2 separate regions of the Canis lupus genome follow, and region 1 is linked to region 2. The links are chromatin contacts, called in public Hi-C maps. All regions are on one chromosome and are shown on one strand. The core of a region is the stretch at or near the end of the contact, and the rest is flanking DNA. Distances in the headings are between cores, read along the strand shown.

Region 1 (4,180 bases), core at 1,617-4,116, 450 kb before region 2:
TTGTTTAGTGCTTTTTTTTTGTTTGTTTTTGTTTCTGGTGGTTTTGTTTTTTTGTTTTTTTGTTTTGTTTTGTTTTTTGCTGTAAAGATACAACAGTTTCTCTTCACTCCTGATATTGTTCCTGAATCCTGAAAGTTAATTCATGCCACCAGCACAGACTTAATGATCTTCCTATTTGCTGTCACAGCATTAGATATCTATCAGGTACATCTAAAAGTATTACCAAACTAGAAGAGGGAAAAGAAGCAGGGCAATGACAAAGCCTTACTATATTCCTTTTGATACTAAACAAGCTGTTCCTTCAGAAGAAAAGTGCCACCTATACTTTTCATAAATGTGAATGAAATTTGCTAAGTTTTAAACAGCAACATGGAATTTTTCCCTAGTTCTTAAGATTGTTCTATTCTTGTTGCATCAAGTTGACAGTTTAATAACTGCTATGAAATGCCTCATAATCTTGGCTGTTTTTAGAGACAAAATATACAACATACATTGATAGAATGAGCAACTGTAAAGTACATTTTCTCATGCAAGAAGTCGAGACTATAGAAATGTTTTCATGGGACATCTAACAAACCATAATTTGTTTCAATAATTTGAAGATAAAGGTTTTACCCCTTCTGCAAAATCAGTCAGACTATACTTTGTATCATTGTAAGGCCAATAGCCTTGAAGAGACAAATAGTTTAGCTAAAATTGAGATGGGGGGTGACATGCAGGATAGGATCTCAGCCTTTTTTTTTTCCCCCCCCGATTCAGAGTGATCAACCAAATAAATTACAGCAAAAAGTAGTAAAATATCCCAAACAGGTCAGGTTCTGAACACTTCAAAGTTATTTTGGCAAAAAGTAATAAATACAAGATAAATAATCCTTCAATTTTTCACTAGTCGTCTGTACAGCATTCTACATTCTATAGAAACTTGAGGCTGACTTCATCATTAACTTAAGCAAGTATGTCTAATACTTTTTACATTTTAAAAAAAAGGAAGTTGCTTATAAGGAGATAATGAACTTAAATTTCTCCTGAGGTCTGCTTAAGATGTCATCTTTGCTAAGTTTGTGAGGAGATTTTTTTGTTTTTAATTCCTGGGGAAAGGTATAGGAAAACTTTTTGAGGAACTAAGTAGAAAATGTTAGTCTCTGGGTCTTTGTCACACACACAGCGGTGTTCAAATTGCATTCCTACTGTGTGTGGTGTATACACAAACACACCAAATACACAAATTAAAAAAATCCAATAAAATTTACCACACACAAATGCAATTAAAAAATTTAAGACTGCATGAATTGCACAAGGGAATATTAATTTTTTTATCCAAAAATTTGTATAGTTTAAGTTTATGACTTGGAAAAATAAAAATGAACTCCAAAGCAAATCAAATGAGAGTTAAGTTTATACCTAGTAGCCCGGTGTCTGTGTCGTCTTCAGTCTTTAAATTCTCAGCATGTAACTCTGTAAATACAAAAAAAAGGGGGCTTGAGTATAAACGATTTTACAATTTAAATAGAAGCTCAAAACCTGGAAAAATATTGTGGAGCTGTGGAAAGTGCTCTGAAGTCGGAAACAAAAGGGTCCACGCGCGAATCCACTACTAGGTGTGCGGCCTTCCGAGGGAAATCCAGTCCGTCGGGGCGCATCGCCCAGTAAGCGGGCTTCTTGGAGTCGCTGTGAAAATACCCGGAGGCTGTGGGTCTCCTCTCGGCACCCGCCGCGGGGCTACTCAACCTCGAGGTGGCGGCGCTCCTGCGCGGCCAGGTGCCTGCGCGCGCCTTCTGCGATGCTGTCGCGCGGCCTACTAGGGCCCCTTCCTCCGTCCTCAAGGGACCCAAGCCCAGGTCGCAAGGGTCGTGACCCGAGGAAAAGGGGCCGCTCCGCGCTCAGGGACCACCTGCACCGGCAAGGAGCCCGGCGCCCACGTCTGCACCGCGGCTCGCGCCCCGCGTCCTCGCTCAGGGGTTCCCGGGAGCCGCCCGCCGGCCCGCGGGGGCCTGGGAGCGCGGGGCGGACACTGCGCGCGGATCTCCGACCGCCGCGGCCGAGCCTTCCCGCCGGATCGCACACCGCGCGCACGTCCTCTGTTCCACCCGGCGGCTGTCTAACCTCACTCGACGAAACACAACTAACGACCGGGGAGACCAGAGGGGTCTGACCCCGACACCAGCGCACGTCGGCCGAGAGCCACGGACTCCATCCGTAAGAGCAGAGCCCGGGGCTGTGGGGCGGCGGCCCGGCCGTCCGAGCGCGCGCGGCACCGGCGCCGCCCCACAGCCGCCGCCTCAGCGCCGCCGCCTCAGCACCATCGCCTCAGAGCCACCGCCTCCACGGCGCCGCCGGCCAGCCTGTCCCACCGCGGCGTCGGCCCACCTCGGGCCTCCCACCTCGGGCGCGGCCCTGCCCGTTCGGGAAACACACCGCAAGGGACGGGTGGGCGAGGCCGGGCGGGGGGCGGGGGGCGCGCGTCAGTACCTTTCACCACCAGGTAGGCGATGGCGAGGAGGAAGGCGACGAGGACCGCGAACAGCAGCGAGCACAGGATCGACAGCACCCGCACCGGCCGGCGCCGCGCCGCACCCTGGCCGCCCGCCGCCAACACGCCGTTGCGCTTCTCGGGCAGGACCGGCGAGCCGTCCCCGCCCCCGCCCCCGCGGAGCAGCGGGCGCTCCGCGGGCTCCGACGACGCCCCGGCCGAGAACTCCGCCCGCAGATCGCGGGCCACCGGGTCGCACCCGTCCTCCTCGTCCCCCTCCGCGTCCCCCCACCCGCCCCCCGCGGGGAAGGCGAAGGCCGGCCGGGCGGACGCGGCCGGGGTGCCGGGACGTCGGCGCAGCGCAGGCGGGCGCCTCCCGGTCTCCACGAACGACATGGCGGGAAAGGCCGCCGCGCCCGCGGAGGGCGAGACCCCCCCGGCCCCGCCCCCGGCCCCGCCCCGCGCCCGCAGCAGCCAATCAGCGGCCGGCCCCCGCCCCCGCGCCCACCACCGGCGAGGCGGCGCGGGGGTGCACCGGGGTGCGCGTCCGGGCGCGGAAGGCGCTGCGCGGCCTGAGGCGAGGCGGGGCGCCCGCGGGCCCGGGCGCGACCCCAGCTCGGGGGGCAGGACGGCAAGCGGACGAGCGCCCGGAGAGCGCCAAGCAGGGCCCGAAGGGAGCCAGGTCCCCGCCCCCCGCGGGGCGTCGTCCCGGCCGGAGACCCCCGCCCCCGCCGCGTCACCTCCAGGCGCGCGCGCCCCGCCGCCCCGAGGCCGCGTCCTGCCGCGCCCGGTCCTAGCGCCCGCCGGGCTACGGCCCCCTTCCTCCGCCGCACGCCCCGCGCCTCCCGGGCCCCCCTCCCTCCCGGCGGCTCGCCGCCCCTCGCTCCCCGCCCCCCGCTCTCCTTCTCATTGTTCTCCCCGCCCCTATCACAACTTGCCTCCCCGCCGTCCGACACGCCTCCGCCCCGCCCCCTCCGCCCCGGCGCGGGCTCTCCAGCTGGTGCGTACGGAGCTCGAACCCTCGCCTCCTCCCCGCCCCTCCTCCTCCGCGGGCAGCGCGCGCCCCGCCCCGGCCCCGCTACCGCTACGAGCCGGGTACCCCCCCTCCCGGGCAGCCTCAGGTTGGTAGGGCGTACGGAACTCGGGCGGAGGGGGTGAAGGTGGCAGGCGCACTGCCCCGCCCCCTGCGGGGTGAGGCGGTCTGAGCTCCCTCCCCCGGGGAAAGTTGGTGGAGTTTTCCCGGCGGAGGCGCAGAAACTTCCTCCGTCCCCCTCCCCCCTCCATGCAGGCGACGCCGAGCGAGGCTGAGGCTGGGGGCCAATCGCCGCAGAGCTGCGTGTCGGAGGCGCACTCTGATTGGACAGCGGGGAAGCCCGTCAGCCTGTTGGCCCCGCTGGTCCCGCCCCGCAGCGCAGGGCAGCCTTTAACCTTTGGCCCCGGCGGGCGCCAGCCACTCAGATCGCTGCTTGTTGGTATGTGCAGCGGCAGTGGCCGCCGGCGGAGCAGTCTGAGCCCGACGATGAGGCCGGGGACGGGAGCCGAGCGTGGAGGCCTCATGGTGAGTGAGGCGGCGAGCCGCCCTCCGGCGCGGGGTCCCGGGGACGGGGAGCGGGGGCTGTCGGGCCGCAGCGCCCGGGCCCCTCCCGGCGGCCCCCCGAGGAGACGGCCCGCGGCGAGGCGTCGGCGGAGCGGGGCGAAGCGGCACAATGA
Region 2 (4,201 bases), core at 859-3,358:
CACAGAAAAATGTAAAAGTTGCATTTCTTTCTTTCTTTTTTTTTTAAAGATTTTATTTATTTATCCATGACACAGAGGGGGCGCAAGTCAGAGACGCAGGCAGAGGGAGAAGCAGGCTCCATGCAGGGAGCCCGATGCCTGACTCGATCCTGGGACCCGGGGTCACGCCCTGGGCCGAAGGCAGGTGCCAAACCGCTGAGTTACCTGGGCTGCCCCCCAGAAAGCTGCATTTCTTTACACGCCAGGGCTTCTGGATCTGCCGCTGACGCATGTTTTTAATTCTTCAATGACTTCATTAGGTGAAGGTGCGTGAACAGTCTGAGCATCCTTCTTTAAGTCTGGCTCCCAGCGACTCCTGGGGTTTCTGCTAATGAGCGGCGCTCACCCAGGGACTGAGAACACGCGGGGGCAGGTCAACACCGGAGTCTTGAGCGTGGTCGGCCCAAGCTGAGGTGCATCCTTAACACGTGGGTGCTGGGGATCCCTGGGGGGGCTCAGCGTCTGCCTTCGGCCCAGGGCGTGACGCCGGGGTCCCAGGATCGAGTCCCGCGTCGGGCTCCCTGCATGGAGCCTGCTTCTCCCTCTGCCTGGGTCTTTGCTTCTCTTTCTGTCTCTCTCATGAATAAATAAATCAAATTAAATCGATCGATCAATCAATCAATCAATCAATCGTGAGTGCTTCCCGTTCCGAAGGCCGGTTGGCCCCTAGTCGGGCTCCTGCAGCGGCTCAGCGCTGCAAGGACCTCGACGCCCGTCGGGCCGCTCCCTCCCGCGCCTCGGGCACGGTGACGTCAGATCACTACTACGTCACTGTGACGCTCAACACCGCTAAACGAGTATTTAGGGCCTTGGATGCCGGCGCTAAGCTGTCCCAGATTTACCTTGGGGAGGGTGTGCGCGCACCGCGGGCAGCGGCAGACGCGGACGGGGACCGGGACGGGGACGCGGACGGGGACCGGGACGGGGACGCGGACGGGGACGCGGACGGGCCGTCCCGAGCGGACCCGCAGCAGGTGAGGCCGTCGAGGTCCGTCGCTCACCTGCGGGTGCGGCCGACGCCCCGGAGCATCCCGGCCCCTCGGGGCCCTTCCCAGGCCTTCCGCCGGCCCGACACAAGGCGACTCCGCGTGGGCCGTGTCCGGACACCGGGTGCCCGCTCCCGGGAGCCCTTAACGAAACACACTGTATTTAGTTGTTCCTGACACCCGGGCCGAGGGAGGGGCAGGCCCCGCGGGGGCCCGGCGCGGGCTGGATCCCGGGGTCACGCCCTGGGCACGGCAGGCGCCCCGCCCCCCGGGCCCGTCTACACCCGAGGCTGTAAACCGGCTTTGTCTGACCCGCGGCTAAGCTGTCGCAAATAACCCTTTGACATCAAGGGACGACCGGGAGACCCCGAGTTCCAGCAGAGCCGGGCGCACCGCGCTCCGCGGGCCGCTCGGCTGCTCCGGATGCCGAGGACGCAGCAGCGGCCGAACCCGGGCGCCGAGGCCGCGCCCCGAGGAGGCGGCGCCGGGGAACGTAAGAACCACGGAAGCTACGTAACTACGTAACAGCACGCGGGGGCGTGGCCGGCGCGGGGGCGTGGCCGGGAAAGCGCACCTGCACGTCGTCCGCCTGACCCGGGGACCCGGTCTGCGCGGGAGCAGCGGCCCGACGGTCCGCAACCTGGGGGCGGCGGCGCGCGGCGGGACAGCGCGAAGGGCGGGAGAGCCGGGGCGGCCCCGCGCGGCCGGCGCCTCCGGGGCTCTGCGAGCGCCCAAGTCTCGCGCGACCTCGTCCGGCCCCCGAAGGCCCCCTGCTCCGAGGCCGGCCGGGGTCCTAGCGATGGGGAGGTGGCCGCGGCGGCCGCCTGCGCGCCCTGGCGGAGCCCGGGGAGGGGCCGCCGCCTCTTCCCGGGAGGCGGGGGCGCCGGGGGCGCTCGGAGGGTCCGCGGGCCGGCGGGCGCTGCTCCCGCGAGGGGGCGCGGGCCGGAGCGCAGGCCCGGGGCTGGCCCGTCAGGCGGGCGCCGGGCCGCTGCGGGGCGGAAGTGCGCGGCGGAAGTGCGCGGCGGGGGCGGAGCCGGAGCCGGAGCCGAGCCGAGCCGTCTAGGAAGCGGCGGCCGCGGCCACCCCGCCCGGAGCAGGCGCCGCGCCTCGGCCGGACCGCGGAGGCTCGGGGTCGGGTCGGGGCCGCGCCCGGGCGGCGGCAGGATGCCCCTGTTCGCGGCCAACCCCTTCGAGCAGGACGTGGGTAGGTGGCGGGCGCGGCTGCCGGAGGGCGGGCGGCGGCCCAGGCCGTGACCCGGCGCCCGCGGGCCCCGCCGCTCCCTCGGCCTGGGTCCCGGCCTGGGCCCGGGATAAGTCACTAAAACCTTTCGACGACGACGACGACGGGGGGGGGGGGGGGGGGCTGCGAGCGCCTCGTCCGCCCCGTGGAGGGAGCCGCGGACCGTCGGGCTCTCGGGACTTGAATCCGCTTTTCCTCTGTAAACAGCCCCGCGGGAGGATCAAGTGGCGGGAGCGGTTGTCACTCGGGGCGCCGGGACCCGGGAGTGCGCTCGCCTGCGGTCGTGGCCCGTTCATTGCCCTTTGGGACTCACTCGCGTGCTTAGCACCATTCCCGGCTGCTTTTTTTTTTTTTCTCTTTTTTTTTGGGGGGGGGGGCGCGTCGTGTCATTCTTGTGTCGGCCTCGTCGTTCAGTGCGCGAGCCTCGGATGGTCCCGGCGCAGCTGTCGAGCTGACCCCGGGGTCCGCGGTCTCGGGCCCCGCAGGAGGCGGGGCGTGGGGCGCGGGGCGGGGCGCGGGGCGCAGGGCGGCGGGCCCGGAGCCGCAGGCCGTGCACATCCCGTCCTCCCCGGAGGGCCCACGGGGGTCCCGGCGCAGGCTTCCTCTGCAAGGTGACGTCCTCCTCTCGCTCTTTCCTCAGTGGAGACACAGAGACGCAGAGACGCAGGCGGAGGGAGCAGCAGGCTCCGCGCGGGGCCCCGACGCAGGGACTCGATCCCAGGACCCCGGGGTCACGCCCTGGGCCGCGGGCACACGCGCGCCCCCGAGCCCCCGGCCGCCCCTAGCCGGGCTGCCCACACGGAGGAGCCGCGTCCCGCCGTGTGTATGAGGAGGTCACCCCGCGACTAAGGGGGATGGGGCTGAGGCCACGTTGCGCTCCCGCAGTCTCGCTGGCGGCCGAGCGCTGCTGCCTGACGTCACCGCGCGGGGAAGAGGCCCCCGCCTCGGCCCCGGGGAAACGCGGTGCTGGGCCCGTGTCCGCAGACGCGTCGCACCTGGTGCTGGCCCGTGAGGGGCGGGGGACCCCGGCAGGTGCGTTTCTCTGCTGGGAGTCCGATCCTGCAAACCCCGGAGGGTGCGCTAGCCGTGGCGGCGTCAGAGCTCCTTAAATATATATACATACGTCTTTTTAAAGATTTTATTTATTTATTCAGAGAGACAGAGAGGCAGAGGGAGAAGCAGGCTCCATCCCCGGGCTCCAGGATCACACCCTGGGCTGAAGGCAGGGCGCTCAACCGCTGGGCCACCCGGGCTGTCCAAATATTGCATTTGATTTCTTCAAATCTGGATTTTTGTTGTGCTGGATAAAATTCCTTTCAAGCGCTCGGTCAAAAAAAAAAAAAAAAGGAAAATATATCCACACACGTCCCGCCGTCCTGTACCTCCAGGTGTGAGAGTGGCCTGCCGGGTTCTTGCGGGGCAGCCGTGCCCAGAGGTGTCCAAGAGGAGGGCGTCCCTCCGAGGGAGGAGCCACAGCAGGAAGATGGAGCGATATTGTTAAAGGGAAGGTGGCACTTCCTTATGTTCTACACCAATTTTTCCAGTCTTACCGCGTTGCCTCCCAAGTCAGGACTTGTTCTCTCCCCAACTCTAGTTCTTGCACATCATTTTTCTCCCCCACTCAAGCCAGGTAACCTTTTATTTATTTATTTATTTTGTTCACTTTCTGCCTTTGTGCCGTTTTCAATTTACTGATAGATAGCCTTTCTCTTTTTTTCAACGACCTTGGTATTGCCTTCCTAACAGTTTATGTCCCACAAAGCTGAGCTCCAATTCTACCTCCGTAAATGACACAGTGGACTGAAGTGGGCACTTTTATCTTGAAAGGAGACTTTGGGGGATCCCTGGGTGGCTCAGCGGCTTAGCGCCACCTTCGGCCCAGGGCGCATGACCCCTGGGTCTCAGGATCGAGTCCCACGTCGGGCTCCCCACATGG

Evidence for each region. A called contact is a pair of places that touch in the nucleus more often than the background predicts.
Region 1: a Hi-C map of blood shows a contact between it and region 2, with 2.9 times the contacts expected there. The contact joins the promoter of LOC119864508 here to the promoter of LOC119864504 in region 2. A contact is called at or near these places in 2 of 9 Hi-C or Micro-C datasets (both in blood).

Annotation. Positions count from the first base shown.
Region 1 is chr19:55,472,429-55,476,608 of UU_Cfam_GSD_1.0, reverse strand. It overlaps LOC119864508 (ADP-ribosylation factor-like protein 6-interacting protein 6), which reads right to left and starts at 2,866. Exons shown (of 4, transcript XM_038565221.1): 1 at 2,470-2,866; 2 at 1,402-1,455. The coding sequence starts at 2,866. It overlaps LOC119864507 (pre-mRNA-processing factor 40 homolog A), which reads left to right and starts at 3,639. Exons shown (of 26, transcript XM_038565217.1): 1 at 3,639-4,028. The coding sequence starts at 3,753.
Region 2 is chr19:55,017,251-55,021,451 of UU_Cfam_GSD_1.0, reverse strand. It overlaps LOC119864504 (signal transducing adapter molecule 2), which reads left to right and starts at 2,108. Exons shown (of 15, transcript XM_038565209.1): 1 at 2,108-2,229. The coding sequence starts at 2,190.